Linked DNA regions of Pan troglodytes: region 1 is linked to region 2. Evidence: chromatin contacts called from public Hi-C data. All regions are on one chromosome and are shown on one strand. Each heading gives the region's core, a stretch centred on a gene start, on an enhancer-like site or on the middle of the called end of the contact. The rest is flanking DNA. Distances are from core to core; before and after follow the strand shown.

The links. A called contact is a pair of places that touch in the nucleus more often than the background predicts.
Region 1: a contact with region 2 is called in a Hi-C map of stem cell-derived neural progenitor cells, with 12 times the contacts expected there. The contact joins the enhancer-like site here to the promoter of NEDD4L in region 2. A contact is called at or near these places in 1 of 7 Hi-C or Micro-C datasets (stem cell-derived neural progenitor cells) and 1 of 1 datasets of contacts at active chromatin or transcription factors (stem cell-derived excitatory neurons).

What each region holds. Positions count from the first base shown.
Region 1 is chr17:68,830,995-68,837,150 of NHGRI_mPanTro3-v2.0_pri, forward strand. No RefSeq gene overlaps it. Among named protein-coding and RNA genes, the nearest start is that of ZNF532, 96 kb to the right of the region's middle. Within about 2 kb of position 1,672, at least 13 of the 24 cell types and tissues checked have an H3K27ac peak or open chromatin away from gene starts, as enhancers often do. A contact at or near this core is called in stem cell-derived neural progenitor cells, where this site is marked.
Region 2 is chr17:68,100,795-68,106,599 of NHGRI_mPanTro3-v2.0_pri, forward strand. NEDD4L (NEDD4 like E3 ubiquitin protein ligase) reads left to right here and starts at 2,989. Exons shown (of 31, transcript XM_001140979.7): 1 at 2,989-3,495. The coding sequence starts at 3,448.

The DNA of each region.
Region 1 (6,156 bases), core at 422-2,921, 730 kb after region 2:
AAGTTGAAGTCAAAGGGAAGACGTTGCAGTGAGTACAGTGGCACGTGCCTGTAGTCCCAGCTACTAGGGAGGCTGAGGCAGGAGGATCCCTTGAGGCCAGGAGTTCGAGGCTGCAGTGAGCCATGACCACTCCTGTGAACAGCCACTGCACTCCAGCCTGGCCAACATACTGAGATACCCCACATTTTCAATGAATAATCTTGACTAACACTTATAAAGTGCCTACTATGTGCCAGATACTATGCTAAGTGCTTTGCATATATTTATATATTCTATATACAAATAATATTAACAACAACCCTATGAAGCATATTACTGTTATCATCCCCAGTTTATAGATGAAAAATTGAGGCAAGAGAGGAAACTCTGGGGCTGGGCGAGGTGGCTCACGCCTGTAATCCCAGCACTGTGAGAGGCCAAGACAGGCAGATCATCTGAGGTCAAGAGTTCAAGACCAGTCTGGCCAACATGGTGAAACCCCATCTCTACTAAAAATACAAAAAAATTAGCCAGGCATGGTAGTGTGCAGCTGTAATCCCAGCTACTTGGGAGGCTGAGGCAGGAGAACTGCTTGAACCTGGGAGGCGGAGGTTACAACCAGCAGAGATCGCACCACTGTACTCCAGTCTGGGCGACAGAGCAAGACTCCATCTTAAAAAAAAAAAAAAGAGAGAGAGAGAGAGAGGAAACTCGGCCAAGGTCAGACAGCTAGCAAATAGTAGAGCGGGGAAAGGACTCCGGCTGTGTGGCTCCAGAGCGCAAGGCCTCTCGTCTCGACAGGAAGATGACAGACATAAGAGACCATAATGCTGGGGGTTAAAAGGTGGAAGAGAAGCAGGAACCAGATCTGAAGGCCTTTGTATTTCATGCTGAGTTTTGTAATGACCCTCTTGGCAATTGGCAGACTTTGAAGGAGGTCAGGCCAGGGCATGACAGAATCAGATTAATGTTCTGGAAAGATCTGTCTGGCTGCAGAGTCAGACGGGAATGAATGGTCTGGAGGCGGGAGGGCCCTTCAGAGCCTCTTGCAACAAAGAGGGACTGATAGTGGGCAGGCGCCTACACCTCTGCTTTGGAAAGGAAATGGGGCAGGTGGCAATGTCGGAAAAGGAGCCCAGGACGGCACAGCCTGCAGGAGCCGCAGCCGCCCCATGGGGACAGTTCGAGCTCACCTGGTCCCTAGGCAAGAGAGCACAGTCCTGGCCACCTAGCCCAGAGGGCATGATGGGCCCAGCGAGAAACCCTGGGGCCCCCGCGCGGGGACTGCTCAAAGTCCGCACGGGGGCCTTGGGAGCTGGATGCACCCCTTAGAGGACCCCGGCTTTGTGGGCCCCAGCCTGGCCTTGGGTCTCCCTTCGCCTTCTGAGCTCGGGGCCGGCCGGGAGCTGGGTACCCAGCAGAGGGCAGCACAGGCTTGCGTTCGTCCCGGTCTGAGCGCCGTCTGCACCTGCCCGGGGCCCTGCAGCTGCGCAGCGCAGGGAAGCAGTGGTGCGCTCTCACCCACCCGCGAGCTCCCACGCACATCCAGGTCCTCCCCGTCCAGCTCGTGGCTCCATACAATACCTAGAAGGCCTGGGGGCCCTCAGGAAGACCGAGGGACAGCAGCCAGGGCGGCTGGGATGACAGCCAGACTCGGGCATGCATCAACAGGCCAGGACAAGTGGCGGGCTCCCTCCTCTCCCATGCCCACGCCTGTGATGCTGCCAAAGGGCAGAGAAATATCAAAAAGCTCCACCGAATCTCCTAGGAGGGAGGCCCCTGCCTTGAGAACAGTCAACCAGATACCCATCTGGGGCCCCTGGGGCAGGGAGCAGGGCACGGAAGCAAAAGCGTTTAGATTCTAGCGGAGTTTTGAAAACTACCCACCCAGCAGGGAAAAACAAAAAGGACTGAAATCCTGGCAGGGAGCTTCCCTGACTCTGGCCTCTCCAAATTGGATGTCAAATCATGAATAGAGGTCCCTAGGTCCCTCCTACTCTAGTTTTTTGTTTTTATAATTGCGGCTTTTTTAACTATTATTTTTAATTCTTGTAAAACATAACATTTGCCATGTTAACCATTTTTAAGTACACAGTTCTATTTTGCATCGTTCCCACTCTCAATTTTTACTGGGATTTCTCACGTACAGAATGAGACACTGAGAAACACTATAAGGAAAAGACAGACCTGGAGACTGAGGAAAGTACATTGGGAATTCTAAGGTGGGCGTGAGAGGTTTTGCAGCCGCTGTGCCTTACGAACTTTCCAGGGCACCTCTGTCCTGAGGGCTTCCACTCTGTACATCCATCATGCCACCCTCCACGCCCTCCCCATACACAGCCCAGAGAGAACCCATGGCTCAACTGGGAGTGGTCAGTGAGCACCCCAAAGGGATCCCTGCCCATATTCAGAAACGGGAACAAGGCTATTCGAAAACTTTGCAATGTTATGGCAGAAATAATCTTTGCAGGATGTAAATGAAAAGTTCCAAGCAATTACGACAAATTTTTGAGCAATTAATGCACTGGGTCTTTAGCCTTCAATGAGCTGGAAAGCTGAGCAAGACAGAACTTGAACCCCTAATAATTATAACAGCTAATACTTACAGAGCGCTATGAGCCTGGCACGGTGCTAACCATTTTACTCATTCAGGTCTTTGCAGTGGAAATGCTGCTATTATCCCCGTTTTACAGAGGAGAAAATCAAAGCCCTGAGGGCTAGCTGGCTTGCTCAAGGTCACAGGGGAAGTAAATGGTGGGGCCTGGATTTGGACCCAGGCAGACTGGCTCCAATAACATGCCTTATGATGGCACCCTTTCCTGATGCCGTGCTGGGAGCTGTATAGACTGAGCCAGTTCCCACTCTGGGAGGCTCAGAAGCTTGTGGAAGGGTGAGTCTGCTAATTTTTTTCTTGGTTTTGGTTTGAGATGGGGTCTCACACTGTCACCCAGGCTGGAGCGCAGTGGTGCAATCATGGCTCACTGCAGCCTCAAACTCCCAGGGTCAAGCCATCCTCCCACCTCAGCCTCCAGAGTAGCTGGGACTACAGGTGCATGCCACCATGCTCTAGCTAATTTTAACATTTTTTGTAGAGACAGGGTTTTGCCATGTTGCCCAGGCTAGTCTCAAAATCCTGGCTTCAAGCAATCCTCCTGCCTCGACCTCCCAAAGTGCTAGGATTACAGGTGGGAGTCACTGCGCCTAGCCCAGTCCATCAACTTTGAATAATGTCAGAGTCACTGGTCTTGGGGACCTAGAATTGCCCTAAATCTCTCCATTTTGACAGTAAAATTTCACATGAATACTTTAACAAGGCTTATCAATGCAACCACAGGCTGTCTACGTGCATTCACCAACAATCCTCTTTCCACCAGTCCTTCTGTTTCAGCCTTAGTACACACACACAAAAAATTTAATGTTGCCAAAGGACTTGAGAAAATCCAGAATGTTTTCATACACACATGTCTTGGGATGTGCTGCCTATGGAAGACCTTCCTTTGCCTGTCCCTTCTCCTTCATCCTTGACTTTGCTGTCCAGCTCTTTAAGGGACTTGAGCCTGAGAGCACATGGCCAGAGAGAGGACAGCCCAGGGAGGTGGTGTTATCTCTTGATAACACCAGAAGAGCAGAGAGCAAAAGTAGAACCGGAAGTGTGGTCTGGTTTTCCTTTTTCCTGTACTTGGATTTTAAAGAATCATATGAGCTCTTATATTTCAAGCTAGTGTTAGGTAGAAAAGAAACAGTTTTGAAAACAGTGTTATTTCAGGGGCACCCAGCAGCTGTGCACACCATGACTTTAACCTCTCCTTTCTTTCACTCCATAGCTGACCTTCTCCCTCAACCTACACCTACTGCATTTTCACTGGGGAAGCAGGGTGAGAAGGAAACCAGTAGCCATGCTAATTGGTGACAACCCACATCTATTTATTTATCATCACTTAGCTATACTTATCAGAGAACAAAAAATATAGTCTTTCATGCCCAGCACTGGATCGATTTGCAGCTGAGGCATTTATGCTTATACACTTTCCTTTTTCCCTTTGTTATCTGTTCGTTATTTTCATTTGTATATACAAGTGGGTGATATTTGATTGCACTTTGAGGCCGAAGCATTTCAACAGATGTTGGATAATGAGGAAGAAAGAACACAGAGGCCGCCCTGCCTGCTGCTCAGGTGGGCTGTGTTTGTATCTGGTTCTTTCAGGATCTGTTTCATTTTTCAGAATATTGTCAAGGTTCACATTGCCCAGTGCAGCTGCATTTGGTGGCTTTTAGAAGTTTCGCAGTCCCAGCCGGGTGCGGTGGCTCACACCTGTAATCCCAGCACTTTGGGAGGCTGAGGTGGGCAGATTACTGGAGGTCAGGAGTTCTGACTGACATGGTGAAACCCCGTCTCTACCAAAAATACAAAAAATTAGCCAGGCATGGTGGCGTGCACCTGTAATCCTAGCTACTCGGGAGGCTGAGGCACAAAGAATCACTTGAACCCAGGAAGTGGAGGTTGCAGTGAGCCGAGATTGCACCACTGCATTCCAACCTGGGTGACAGAGTGAGACTTGATCTCAAAAAAAAAAAAAATGCAATCCCTTTTTTCAGGGAGTAGGCCAATGAGGAATCTTATCCCAGCACTCATCAGTTAAAACCAACTATTTTTGGCTTTCTCAGCATGGGTCAGATTTTGCAGAGGGAATAGGATATGAATTCTGTGTTTGGGGGGGTGTCACTCTTCTGGGGGTTTTCTCCTTGCATCCTATTGGATCAACGTCAATGTCCATTTCCATTCCCTCGGACCCGGTTTTTCTACGTTGGCATGACTGGCATCCGGAGGCCCGATAATTTTTTGTTGCCGGGGGCTCTCCTGAGAATCGCGGGATATTTTAGCAGCATCCCTGGCCTCTGCCCACTAGCTGCTACTAACACCAACTTCCACCCCTCACCTCCAGTTGTGACAACCAAAAATACCTCCAGACATTGCCAAATGCTCCCTGGGGGAACAAAATTGCCCGTTTGAGAATCACTAAGGTAATGGGTAGAAGCCAGGGATTCTGCAAAGCATCCTCCAATACACAGGACAGCCCCCCATAACACAGAGCATCAACCCAAAACGACAATAACTCTGAGGTTGAGAAACCTTGCCCTGTTTAACTTGGCAGAAGTCGAGTTTTTTGGATTTTGCAACCTAATAGATCCCTAATACATCCCTCAATAAGATTTTTTTGCCCTGATACAATCAAGGAGATTGAAAGAATTCTGTTAAAGGTAAACACTTTGAAGAGGGAACATGTGCTTATCCTAAACCTGGGGCTATCTGACACTTTGTAGAGATGTAGCAAACCCCTTCGAAGGGAAAGGGGAACTGACCAGTGGGATGCTGAGGTTGTGATAGGCGATGTGACAATCTCAGTGGTGACCCAAGAGGCCACCTTTCCCCTTCCACGGTTTCTGTGAAGAGCCTCCCACTAGGGACTTCACAGCCACAATATTAGGAGACGGGGCAGCAATAAATCCAACAATTCATGCTGTGAGGAGGAAGAGTCCAGCTGCTCAGTGTCCTTGGGTCAGATCTGGTTCTAGAATCTACCACAAGAGCTAACAACAGGACAGAAGATTTGCAATCAGCACCATCTCAGAGGTTCTGGGACATGTGGATGCCACCTCCTCTCTCAGAAGGGAGAGACTCCACTCCTTTCCAATGGTGCCGATTCTGGGATGTTGGAAACTCGGAGGCATTCTGAAGCAGCTGCCTCTGCTGAGAACTCTTTTTTTTTTTTTTTTTTTTTTTTTTGAGATGGAGTCACGCTCTGTCGCCAGGCTGGAGTGCAGTGGCGCCATCTTGGCTCACTGCAAGCTCCGACTCCCTGGTTCAAGCGATTCTCCTGCCTCAGCCTCCCGAGTAGCTGGGATTATAGGCATGTGCCACCACACCCAGCTAATTTTTGTATTTTTAGTGGAGATGAGGTTTCACCACATTGGCCAGGACAGTCTCGATCTCCTGACCTTGTGATCCACCCACCTCAGCCTCCCACAGTGCTGGGATTACAGGCATGAGCCACTGCGCCCGGCCCAAGAACTCTTATCTTGTCCTTGTTCTCACCTTACAAAACCCACTATTCTGCTATTTCCCAGTGGGTTACAAGACAGAATAAGAACACTTAAGATAGTGATACCAATGCTAGA
Region 2 (5,805 bases), core at 1,739-4,238:
AGTGGGAGGCAGAGAGGAGCAGTAGTAAAAATTCCCAAATGTTTCTACGTATAGTAAAATTTGGAAACTAAGCTGATGTTCTCAGCCTTAAATGCACATTAGCATCACCTGGGAGGCTGTTGAAACTACTGATGTCAGAATCCATTAAATCATAGCCTCTGATGCTGGTTACTGGGCACTTAGTCTATTTGAAAGCTCCCCAGGTGATTGCGATGTACATGCCGAGTAGAGAACCACAGCACTGGGGGAAAGTTGGTATATAGTTACAAAAGGGATTTTTTTTTAATGCGTTCTTTTATGGCTTAAGACCATGAAACTGGTTCTGAGCTTCCTGGTGGCCAAAGTAGATAGAAAAACACAGTCGGTTTTAATAATTTTGGTCATCTGCCATGCAAAAGCTTACCAGTTTCTTGAAAGCAAAACAGCTTTTCTTCATAGATCTGAAATAAATGTCTAGTTTATTAGTCTTCTCACAGAGGATGTTGATGTCATGGATCACGATTTTATAAACACCCCACAATAAGTGACATATGGCAAGTTTCATATTATAGTTCCTAATAACCATCCCTCAGGGAAAGACAAGGACATGACCCTGAGTGCAGGGCTATAGGCTGTTGCGGTGGGTGTGTGGGAGTAGATGATAAAAGACAGGAAGAGAAACTGCCACACCCCTCTACAGTTTCCAGATGACATAGCCTTACCCAAAGGCGAAGCCTGGAATTGTGTACCTCCGGGATGTGGAAGGCATGTCGTGTGTAATTAGAAATTATAATTTTCTATCAGCACATTTTAAGAATTATTTATTTATGTATTTATTTATTTAGAGACACAGGGTCTTTCTCTGTCATCCAGGCTGGAGTGCAGTGGCACAATCATAGCTCACTGTAACCTTGAACTTCTGGGCTCAAGTGAACCTCTAGTCTCAGCCTCCTGAGTAGCTAGGACTATGGGCCCATGCCACCACACCTGGCTAATTTTTAATTTTTTTTTTTTTTTTTGTAGGGACAGGGGTCTCTCTATATTGCCCAGGCTGGTCTCGAACTCCTGGTCTCAAATGATCCTCCTGCCTCTGCCTCCCAAAATGCTAGCATTATTATTCAATTACTTTTCTTCCTTTATAATATAAACTGTACAAATTTTACAAAGGCTTGGCTAGTGAGGGTAGGTAGAGAAGCACTGACTCCCATCCATGAGGGTCACAGGCTAGGGCAAGGGCATCTGAGAATGCGTGTGTGTGTGTGTGTGTGTGAGAGAGAGAGAGAGAGAGAAAGAGTGTGCACGTGTACCTTTTGTTTATCAAAAGACTTTACGGTTTTTTTTGTTTTGTTTTTTTTTTTTGAGACGGAGTCTCGCTCTGTGGTCCAGGCTGGAGTGCAGTGGCGCAGTCTCGGCTCACTGCAACCTCCGCCTCCCAGGTTCAAGGGATTCTCATGCCTCAGCCTCCCCGAGTAGCTGGGATTACAGGCGCCCGCCACCACGCCTGGGTAATTTTTGTATTTTTAGTAGAGATGGAGTTTCACCATATTGGCCAGGCTGGTCTTGAACTCCCGATCTTATGATCCGCCCGCCTCAGCCTCCCAAAGTGCTGGGATTACAGGTTTGAGCCACCGTGCCCGGCCTAAAGACTCGAGGTTTGAAAGGGTTGAAAAACCTCAGTATTGAAAGAATGGACAGAAATCTGACTTTTAAATAGTCCTCCATAAATAGTTCTCATCGGGGGTTTTGTGGCCTGTAAGTACTGTGGACTTGATGGCTCAAGACTTCTAGAGAAGGCTTCTGAGTAGGATGTTGACTCCATGGGGCTAAGTCGTCAAAGGAAACCCATTCTACGGCACAGGTTTTAAGCCACTCATGCTGCAGGGAGGCAAAGGAGAGCTTAAGGTAGCATGAAAACGAACTAACAGGACGAACAGCAGATAGTTATGTAGCTGGCAACGAGGAATATGATTCTTTCGGGTCACGCGAGTTCTCTCTTAACTTCCTTGAACGAAAATCCTAAATGCATCCTGGTAATACCCAAGTAGGCACTTTGACGTTTCCTTTTCAAAGGCAAATGGAATGTTCTGCGTCTGTTTTCTTTTTGAACTCCCAACTGCACTTAACATCTAAATTTAAGGAAAGGCTTCCGAAAAAGTCGACTGACGAATTTCTTTCACTTATTTAAAGTATTCTCTTGCAGTCCTATAAATCGGAAGGATTAAATGAACTGCTTGCTAGAGAAACAGTAGCTGGGAGGTGGGTCTTATTAGCTACGGTGGCTAATAAGACGTCTCGATCATTTGCATATGCAAAGGATAACCTTAAGCTTGAGTTTGATATTTCACGTTGCGGCTCACAAATGAACTGCTTTTTATTCGAAGAACCATGCTGTCTGTTTTCGCGTGGGTGGGTGTGTAACCGGGGCGGGCGCTATGTTGGTTTTGTTCCCTGCAAGATTGACACAGGCAATGGCGACTTGCGGCCACACTGGGGCAGCCTCTCCTCGGCTGGCAGCCGGGCCGGGCGGCTCGCTCCCGGGAGCTGACAATGTAGACAAGTCCTGCTCGTCGGGGCCGCAAAGAATTTAAAGGGGTCTAGAAACATCCATCTTTTCCCCTTTTCACAGTTAACAGCGAGCTCAGAGCTCTCGGTAAAAAGACCACCGGGAGGAAGAAACGCTCAGGGCGTTTTTGTTATTGTTCGCAAAATCCTCTATCGCCCCCAAACGTCCAGCCCGCCCCCTCCCTAAAGCGGAGGGAACCCGGGAGAGGAGGGAGGGTCGGCGGCGCCGGCCAAGCGCGCCAGTACACGCCCCTGCGGATCCGCCCCGCGGCCGGGTGACCCCCGCCGCGCCGCGCCGCGCTGGAGGCCCCGGGCCGGGGTGGGCGTGGGGCTGAACTCCGCCACCCCCGCAGCCTGCGGCCCGCTCCCCAGCCCGGCCTGTGATTGGCTTGGGGGGCGCGTGCGCCCGCCCCGGCGAACGGGGAGGGTACCCTCGCGGCGCCGGTGGGAGGAGGCGGAGGAGGGGGCGGAGAGAGCGGGGGCCCGGACGGAGCTAGCGAGGAGGCGGGCGAGCCGGGTCCCCGGGAGCGCAGAGGAGGCTCGGAGAGGGGCGGAGAGCGGCGGGGCGGGAGGGAGGCGCGGGTCGCGGGGAGGGAAAGCCCGGCCGGGTCTGCGCCGCCGCCGCGCGCAGGGAGAGGCGCCGGGGCTGCCGCCCGGTGCTCGGCGCGCTCTCGGGAGCCGCCCGCCCGCTGGTCCCGCAGCCTTCCGGGAGGAAGCGGTGCCGGCAGCGTCCGGGGCGCGCTCTCGGGCACCCTCACCTGCCGGCGCCCGGCCGCTTACCCGGCAGGGCGTGCGCAGGGTAGGGTGCGGGACCGGGGGGACCTGGAGGCAGAGGGGAGAACCGGCCGTCCGCGCCGCAGCACAGCCGCTGGGAGCGCCTCAGACCCCGCGCGGGGCGCCGGCTCCATGGCGACCGGGCTCGGGGAGCCGGTCTATGGACTTTCCGAAGACGAGGTGAGTGGCACCCCCTTCCTGCTCGGGACTCCCCGGGGAGTTCCTATCCCGCGCCGGCAGGGGGAGGGGAAAGGGGCCGTCCCCGGGGTGCTCGTGCCCAGCGTCTGCAGGGGAGCCCCAAAGCGGGAGCGCCCCGGAGCGGGATCCAGGGGAGCTTGGGTCCTTCCGCACCCTCCACCCTCCGCAAGCCGAGCTCATTGTTTGTAAATAAAGCGGCGCGACGCCCTTGGAGCTGGGGGTTCACTCCGCAGCTCCTCGCTTTTGGGAGGAGAGGGAGGGGGCATGCGTGCCTCTCTTGCCTCTTCCTCTCCAAGCAGCGTCTCCCGGGGCTGTTGGGCAACTTTCCGCCTCTCGCCCCTGCAGCCCGGGAGTCCATGATGCATGTCACGTCTGGGTCGCGCGGCTGGAGACCCGGGACTGCGGAGAAGCCGGATCGTTTCCCCCTGGAACTTTCTCTCTCATGATTGTGTGGATCAGCAGGCGCTCAGAAGCCTGTGCGTGCTTATCCCGGCGGGAATGGGGGACACGCTGCGTGTGTCCCTCCCCTCGTTTTGCAAAGTCTACGGCCAGGATTGTGGATTTCGGAGCCTCGGTGGGGGAGGTGTTCAAGGCTGGTGGCAGGTGCTCCTGGAAACTTGGGGAGGAAGCTTGCAGCCCTGCCATTTTTTCCTCCCGAGGATTCAAAGCCCGGCACCTCCGGGGTGGGTGGGGAGAGGAAAGCTTAATTGATCTCTTTTATTAATAAAGCGAATGAATAAGCCACGCCTCCCGGGCGGTCGGTTTCACTGGAAAGGGCTTTGTTTTTACCTTCACTCTCTCTTCCGTGTCTCCCACTCCCCCCTTTTGAAACAATCCTGCTAAATCACTGCCTAGTCCTCTCTCGACCAGCCACGCTCGGCTCTTATTGGTATGTTGCTCTGCCAAAAAGGGGGGTGGGACGCTTGTCGCGGGCGCGGCGTGACAGGCAGGCTGGATGGAGCAGGTAGGAGTGGTTTGCCATCTGGCGGGGTGCGCACTCAGGTCTGGCTCCCCTTTCGAGAGGTGAATTTACAACCCAAGAAGCATTACTCAGCAGGGAGGTATTTCCTATCCTGGTTGTGCATTTCATGAAAAGTTGATGCCTGGAAATTCAGGCGTTCTCGATTTCTCTTTCTTCCCCTCCCTCCTTTCTTTTCAGAGGTTCCCTCTTTCTCTCGTGTTGGGGGTGGGGTCGGAAGAAAGGCTATTATCTGAGACAAGCTCGCGTTATGGCTCCGCTTTCTGCGGCTCTCCTACCCTGGCATGGTGTGTGTGTGTGCCTGTGTGCTACGTAAGTGTGGAATGAAAGGTATTTTGGGGTGGGAAGGGTGTTTGGGGTATGAATTTTTTTCTTAGCGGTGCTAGGCAAAGCTTGATGTATTTATTTGATCAAAGAATGATCACAGTGCAAATAATGTGTGATTTGTGTGTTTATTTTGCCTCGCTGTGCTTTTGTAAAATAATTTCCCGTTTTGTGTAACTACCTGGGGATAGGTGAAAGTAGCATTGTTTCATTGACCCGGGGGGATTCCCCTCTCCCTCCTGGCTTCTCTCTTTGAGGAGCTTTCCCTTGCATCCTCTACTTCTCCATTTAATTAGTGGCAGTAGAGGGCAGGCCCTGAGTTGCAGAGACGCGGACATTCCTAAACAAAGGGGCTGCTTGGGTTGACGTATTGTGGGGGGTGGGGGGTGAGGACAGCTGCATTTCATCCTAGGTTCTTTTAAAAAATGTTTTAATAACATGATTATTTGTAAAAACTCCCCCGAAAAAACGATTTTAAGAGTGTTTTGGGAAGTGCAGCTGGATAAATGAAAGACGTTAATGTCACTGTTGTTTGTGCTTTGTTTACATTGGCAGTGAGTGTCAGAATCTACCTAGAGCACATCTTGCCACTTTTGTCCACAGGAGTCACTACTAATCATCATAACTGATGTCTAGTGTGAAAGTGAAGCTTGGAATGTAAACAGAGTCCGAGTGTGTGTTGGCATGTGACTGGATTCACTCCTGCATGTTGCTAGAAGGGAATTTGGGGCTGTATAGGAAATAGCAAGAGGTGATGAAGACACCTTTTATTATCTATTTATTGCCATGTCGCTGGTAGTATTTAGTTCCACACACATTGTATTTCACAAGATGAGTCTCATCCGTCTTCCTTTTTCAACTTTCTCCTACCAGTGAAAAAATAAGCCAGGGCAGTTCTGATGACTTCACATTTCATTGGTATTTGTTTTTCATGGGCAGTTTCATGCTGTCACGTTGCCCTTCAGAGAATCAGGGAATGCCTTCGTAGA